2 separate regions of the Arachis hypogaea genome follow, and region 1 is linked to region 2. The links are chromatin contacts, called in public Hi-C maps. All regions are on one chromosome and are shown on one strand. The core of a region is the stretch at or near the end of the contact, and the rest is flanking DNA. Distances in the headings are between cores, read along the strand shown. Region 1 has its middle 20 kb from the start of LOC112730465. Region 2 holds the start of LOC112728106 (protein SCAR2).

Region 1 (3,610 bases), core at 647-3,146, 37 kb after region 2:
AATCTCACACCAATCTCACACCATCAAATTATCATTAATAACTAGTTGATGGCTACTAATCACAAATGTTGCTAGCCCCCTAACATTGCTCATTGAATTATATATCTAACTCTTGATAAAGAAGACATGTTACATCTTATTAAACTATATGGTACCTTGTTTACCAACCATCCAAAATACTGGTTTTTAATAATGACTGCACACGTTAACACTGCTTGATATTGCGGCTGAAAATTTTCTTCATCACAACATACATATGCATTATTAATTAGTGCCACATGCTATTTTCAACAAAAAAATTCGTACAAAATAAAATATCATTGCCTTTTAAAAAAAAATATCCTTATTATATGAATGAACACTTGAATTTACAATATCGAACACAAAAGTTGATTGTAATAAAATTAAAATTCACTAAAGTGAGTATGCTAATACATTTGATATATTAGAAGTAATCAATTAAAGCTTCTTGCAACCATGGTCGCTGTCAATAGTCAAATTGAATACATGGATAATAAATTATTAAATACTGAATAATTATTGCTAATAATTATAAAATAGAGATAAATACTATATACATTGGTATTCGAAAGATTTTGTTGTTGACAAAATGATATTTGACCTTTATTATTAACAAAATAACACTCGAAATATTTTAAAATTTAACAGAAACATCCAAACATAAAAGCATGACGTCACATTGAACGAAAAATACTAATCTAACAATCGAAAGAACTTCAGTAATAATGACAGAAAGCTCTGATGATGTTTCTGACAAGGAGAACTTGCCGCTATGACAATGGCGTTATCGAGAGAGAAACAAAAGAAAGAAGAAGAAGAGAAGAAGATCGAGTTCACTCTCTCTCCTCATGTTATGTTCATTGCGTTGAAGGCGGCAGCTCTAACTGACTTCAGAGGCGGTAATAGTGCACAACAGCAATGACGGGACAGCTCCCTCCTTCCTCTTTTCCGTCGTGCCCATGTCCTCTTACAATTTGTGTCTCTCTCTACTCTTCGAGCTTACTTCCCCTGCAACCGTGATAAAGATGGTGACGGCGAGCAGCAATCCTCCCTCCGTTGGCGCCCTCTTCTTCCCGCTTCTCTCCTTTTTCTTCTTCTCTTTTTTGTTTCTCTCTGGATCTTTTCTTCTTCTTCAAGCTAGAGAGAAAAAGAGAAAGATAAACGAGAGGTATGTAGGATGCGAGACCGAGAGAGAACTAGATAAGAAAACATCATTGTCGCAGCTGCAAGCTTTCCTCCTTGTCAGAAATGCCATTGGAACTTTCTGTCGCCATCACTGAAACTCTTCCGATTATCAGATCAGCAGCTTCCGTTCAATGTGACGTCATGTTTTTACGTTTGGGTGTTTTTGTCAAATTTTAAAATATTTTAGGAGTTATTTTGTCAATAACAAAGATTATATACTATTTTATCAACGTTAAAATATTTTAAGTACCGATTTCGTATTTACATCTTATAAAACATGTGAAAGTGAAGTATTGTAATTCAATTTATTCTTTTGTTAAAAAAAAAAAAAACCCTCAAATCCTAAACTCTCTGCAACCTTCTTGAACGTGAAAATTTTGCTTGGGACGTTAAAGTCAAGTACTAGCCTATGAGTTCAATAGCGTAAAATTTTTTCTTTTTTAATATAGTTTATTTATTTTTCTATGATATGGTATTCTTTAATGCATGATACTAAGCAAAATCATCAATTTGGAAACTTTACTTTTGCATAATCAAAAATTCAAAAAGAACATTAAAATCCTGTTCTGGTCAAAGGATTTTGCTTTCCTCTCTTGTCTTTTCTTTTTTTTTTTCTTTTTGGTACATGGTTTTAGATATTGAGAAGTAATATTACCTAAAAGCCCATATTTTTCAGTCTCAGTTACTGTTTCTTATAGGCCTAACCTAACTCACTGCATTAAACGATGTTGTGACTTGTGTCGGAAAAAAATAGTGTTGCGATTCATTTAAAAAAAAAACAGATTTTGTGATTTGGGCGTAGTACAGTCTTTTTATCCAAAATTAAATATTATGGGCCAAATAAATATTGTAACTTTGCTTATAAAAAATTTTGGGCCAAAGATACATCTTAGACCCAAATAAATATTTTTTACCAGTTAACGTCAAAAGTTATTTTTTAAAAAACTATTTTTCAATTTGACCGAAAAAAAATGAAATGAATTTCCTATTGTGACAAAAGATAAATTCCCCATGCACCTTTCTTTTCTTTTTTTCATCTTTTGTGTTTTTTAAAATATGAAGTGTTGGGTATATGAAGATGATTTCAATGCACAATTAAAAAGTTATTGCAGGAGCATAAAGTCTGCTTCCATAGAGGGCAGTCTTTCTTCGAGAACCGCCACCACCATTTAAATAGTAAGGCTGTATTCTGAACCACCGCATCACCCACCCCCAATCCTCCTAACTTCTTTGGTGACTGAATCAGCTCCCACTTCATAAGGGCCATATCAAGTCGACCATCATCCTTTCCCTAAAAGAACCTCCCCTGCAAGGATATTATTCTTCGTGCAACCGCATTAGGCATATTGTACAAACTCAGGTAATAAATAGGTAGGCTGTTAATTACCGACTTAATAAGTACCAGCTTACTAGCCTTACTAAGGATCTTTGCTTTCCACAAGCTGAGTTTCTCTTCCACCTTATCTAGGACCGGCTTCCAAGTTTTTACCAACCGCGGATTTGCTCCTAGGCTTATGCCAAGGTATCTCACCGGTAGAGCTGTCTCTTGACAACCTAGTAGCTGGCACATCCGATTCACCCACTCCGAGCTGCAGTTCACTGGTATCAAATTAGACTTCTCAAAGTTAATGTTCAAGGCAGACATCATTTCAAAACACCTTAGAAGCCTCTTATAGTTTCTCAGTGTTTCCTCCTTCGGTGGACAAAACAATATAGTGTCATCAGCAAATTGTAAGTGTGATAACTCTATATTGTTCCTAGCGACTAAGAGTGGAGATATCCGACTATTCCTAACTGCTTTCCCGATCATCCTGTTGAGCACATCCACCACTAGGACTTATGTAATTTTTGTAATACTTAAAAAGAGAGCTAAAATTATGGTAATATTTTTTTATTATTTAAAAATATTTTAAATTAAAAAAAGATGAATTTAATAAAAAATATTATTAAAATTGTACAATTATAATACGATCAATAAATTGTTATATCAATTTGAACTTCTAATATTTATTTAAATAGATGAATGAGTTAATAATTAAATTAATTTAATATTTATTAAATTACAGCAAAATTACACTCAAAAGTCATATGTAGCAAGAACAATATTTGACCATTTCTCATATCATATATATTTACAAGTTCTTTAATATAATGGGATAGGATAAGATAGAACCATAAGGAATAATGTGTAGCATTGTCGTTTGGAGGCAAGGCATTAGAAGTTTCATAATTTGATTATTTTTTAAAAAAGCCAAAGGTCCGTACCTCATGTGAGACACACTACTGCATTTGGTTGGATTACTTGGTTAGCACGGAGACATTGTCGAGGTAAGCATCAAAGTGGTCCTTGAAGTTATCCTCGAGACTTAAAGTAATCTCTGAACTTAAAAATTTGTCTAGATCG
Region 2 (3,889 bases), core at 132-2,631:
CGGTAAGTTTAAAATATATGATCGTCAATTCATCGTATTAAACAGATACAAATCCATATCAGCTATTGTAAAAATAAATAGAAACTACTGATGTCCACACAAACTCACCCAAATGACCAAACACCTTCACCATTCTATACAATATGTACACACAATTCTCAAGGAGCTAGAACCAGTAAAGGAGAATCAACAATAACACAATCGAAAGGCGACAATCAAACAAAAAATAAATAAAATAACAAAAAAAAAAGATTAAAAAAGCAATCACATAAATTAGAGAGAGAGGAAAGACAGTAGTTAAAAAATAACCATATATAACCACCTCCAGGTCCGAAAAGCCACAAACCTCGCCGAATTTAGCTCACGCCAGCACAAACTCGAAAAATTCTAAACTACACTCAATTTCAATTTCACCATTTTCCCTTTCAAGGCTTGCGCTTATTCAACTATAAGCGCAATCAAATTCACAAAACCCACACGCAAATTAATCTCACTCCGACAAAAACTGTAACTAGAAGATTCCATTAAATCTCAGATTAAATCACAAAACCTAGCTGAACTAAGCCTCGCTCACAAATTCGAAAATTGCACAAAATCTTTTTCTTTTTCGCACTCATTCAACTAAACGCAATTAAAAAACAAAAACCTATTCGAATCTAGCACAATCCAGCAGCACAAACTCCAAGTGATTCTACCAAACTTCAATTCTAATCTTTTTTTCTCTTCAAACTCAGTACCGCAATCACCGAAACCACTACTAAAACCACTTTAATTGCATTGCAGTTTCGAAAAAAGCTAAAATAAAATCAGCTAAAGTCAGAAAAATCAGAGAGAGAGAGAGAGAGAGCTGACTCGGCGAGGTCGCCGAGCTGGCGGAGGAGACCGACGAGGCCGCCCATGGCGACGGCCTCAAGGAGAGCTTCCGGATCGTCCCGAACGTCGGCGGCGCGGTACAGCTCGGGATCCGCGAGGCCGTACTCGTTCCGAATGTGGTACTTGGAGAGCGGCATTTTCTTCTTCTTCTAGAACTCTCCCGCAATTTTGCTGCGGCAGCTAGAAAAGCTTAGGTATTCAATGACAGTGATTGTTGCAGTGGTGGCGGTGCTAGTTCGATGTTGTCGGTTGCTCCGGCGACTCTGTTTCTGCTTCTGCTTCTGCGTTCCACCATGGATGAGAGAGAACGAAGAAACGAAGAAGAGGAAAGGAGAGAGATTTGGATTTATATAATAATAATAATAATAATAATAATAAATTATTGTTTTGGGAAGTGAAATGAAACGAAATAAAAGAAGGATAAAAGGTGGAGGTGGGTGCGGGTGTGACAGACGTGAAGAGACTCAAGGATGCTAATACTGCCAAGTGCCAACACCAACTCTGACCTCACACCCCAACAGGCCAACACTAAATAAATAGTTTTTTTTTTTTTTTCCAATAAATTCATGCAACATACAGTATAAAAAATGTGAATTCTATCCGATCCTCTTTATAAAAGATGAATTCTATTCTATCTTTTCTAAAATAACATGTAACTTATTTTTTTATTATGTGTTAATTTTTAATTAGAATTATTTTAATAACATATAACTCTCTCTTTTTGTAATGGCTTTCACTTTTCCTCATTTCTTCATCATTGTCGCATCTCCAAAACATCACCGTTTTGTCGGATGTCCTGTTTACTCTGTCATGTCTTACCGTCCTCCAAATCATCACCGTCGCCGTCGACACAAGCGTCGCTGTCCTCGCGATCTCCTTACCTCTCACACTGTTTCTGTATTTTCTCAACCCTTAACGAAAATTTTATTTTATGCCCATCGTTCTGATGACTATGATCGATGCTACAATCCAATTATATATAATGACTCATGAATATTTATCATTCAACTATCATAGAGCATCATTATAAAATACTAAAATTGCAAGACTAAAGTGTAGGCTTTTTTTTTAAAACCAATATAAAATTCCTTGATTCTATCGTATAGAATTGAAACACTTTGATATTAAAGTAATGATACACAATTTTGAAGAAGTAAAATTGGAACAATAATAGTGTTAATATTGTCTTCTAGCGCGAGGACATCGGCGTTGTTTGTGTCGACAGCGACGATGATGCTTTAGAAGACGGTGACAGCATGATAGAGAGAACAGGACACCCTATAAAGCAGTGATACTTGGGAGACGCGACGACGATGAAACAATGAGGAGGAGTGAAAGCCATTAGAGAGAGAGTTATCGATTAAAATAACTTTCAATTAGAAATTAACATATAATAAAGGGTAAGTTACATGTTATTTTAGGGAGGGTTGTGTAAAATTCACCTGTAAAAAATGGTATTTAAATTGATATTATAAAAAAGTTTAATTATTATGTGGATCTCTATAGTTTTATTAAATTTTTAATTAGGTCTTTATATTGTTTTCTTTGAATTTCTATACCATATCAGATTTTGTAATTAAGTCCTTACCATGGCAAAAATGTTAGAATTAATGGAATATTCCGTTAAACAAGACGAATATGCCTAACACTTGACTGAATATTCTGTATAGTTTAACAGAATATTCCGTTAATTCTAATATTTTTATTACGGTAGGGACTTAGGAACAAAATTTGATATAGTATAGGAACCCAATTGAAAAGAGAAAAAGTATAAAGACCTAATTGAAAATTTGATGAAATTATAGGGACCGACAGAGTAATTAAACCTTATAAAAACAACAAAGCTACACAACTAAAGGCCAATGAGGAATAAATCCCATAATGGTCCCTGAGATTTATAGAATTATCCAATTTAGTCCTCAAAATTCTAATTTCACTATAGTGATCCTGCATATTGAGTTTCGAGCACCATAATAATCCCTAAACTCATTTCCAGTGATGACTCAACTGTTTAATGCTGATGTGACTATTCTTGACCCCACACTTTACACCTTTGCCTCCCTTTTCTCAGTTTCGTCCCTTTCCACCACACTCTTCTTCGGGCTCTTATTGCCATCCCTCTCCACTCTCCTCTCATCATCAACTCTTTTTCTCTCCCTTTTCCACCTTCCGCCACCTCTCCTACATCCTTTCATCCCTCCCCTCTCTCACACCTCAATGCCGAACTATGAAGTAATTTTTTTTTTTCCAGGATCTGGACATGCTTGAACGGGTCTTAATCACTAAAGGGACATGCTTGAACGGACCTTAATCACTAAAAAATAAGTGCACATATTAAAAAGAGATCCATATGCCTTCATGCAAATAAAATTTGAGAGAATGTTAAAAAAATAACTTATTTTGGTGTGGGCCCCGATTAGGGGATTTCAAAGGAAAAGAAAAGGGGTTAAGAACACTATTGAAGATGGCGGTGTAACATAAAACAGTAGCGTCAAAGGAGGTGGAAAGAAAAATGAAGCGGAAAATGATAAGGTGATCTTGCTTGAGGCCTCATTGGATGATGGAGGTGTGGGTTTAGTAGAGGTATGAATGGTCTTGCAGACTTTGAAAAGGGTGGTAATGGAGGTAGTTGAACACAGCGAAAAAGGGTGTTGAAATATTGAATTCATTAGAAAGAGCTGCTTTTGCTCTCTGTGATTTCTCTCCTTAAGTCATTCATTTTGGTACATTCTTCATAAATCTACTCACACAAAAAATTAACATTGTCTAAAAATTATCAAAAAAAGAATTAAAAAAAGAATAAGAAAGTAGCAATATAACCCTTCACTACGTTTTGTGAGAAAAACAAGTAGAATGAGAGTCTCTATCTCTTTTACAGCAAAAATAGATTTAAATTGGCCCAATTAATTTTCCAACCAAATCCAGTTAGAAGGGATTGGAGAATCGAAACTAGAATTGGGATACCAACCATAGTCGTGGATGAGATGGCGCAAGATGAAGGTTATGTATGAGGCTT

What was found. Hi-C and Micro-C count contacts between places; a contact is called where the count stands out from the background.
Region 1: a Hi-C map of an unstated tissue shows a contact between it and region 2, with 2.2 times the contacts expected there. The contact joins the enhancer-like site here to the promoter of LOC112728106 in region 2. A contact is called at or near these places in 2 of 8 Hi-C or Micro-C datasets (leaf and an unstated tissue).

What each region holds. Positions count from the first base shown.
Region 1 is chr12:107,123,840-107,127,449 of arahy.Tifrunner.gnm2.J5K5, forward strand. No RefSeq gene overlaps it. Among protein-coding and RNA genes, the nearest start is that of LOC112730465, 20 kb to the left of the region's middle. Within about 2 kb of position 1,897, at least 2 of the 3 cell types and tissues checked have open chromatin away from gene starts, as enhancers often do.
Region 2 is chr12:107,087,698-107,091,586 of arahy.Tifrunner.gnm2.J5K5, forward strand. LOC112728106 (protein SCAR2) reads right to left here and starts at 1,382. Exons shown (of 9, transcript XM_025778095.3): 1 at 853-1,382. The coding sequence starts at 1,010.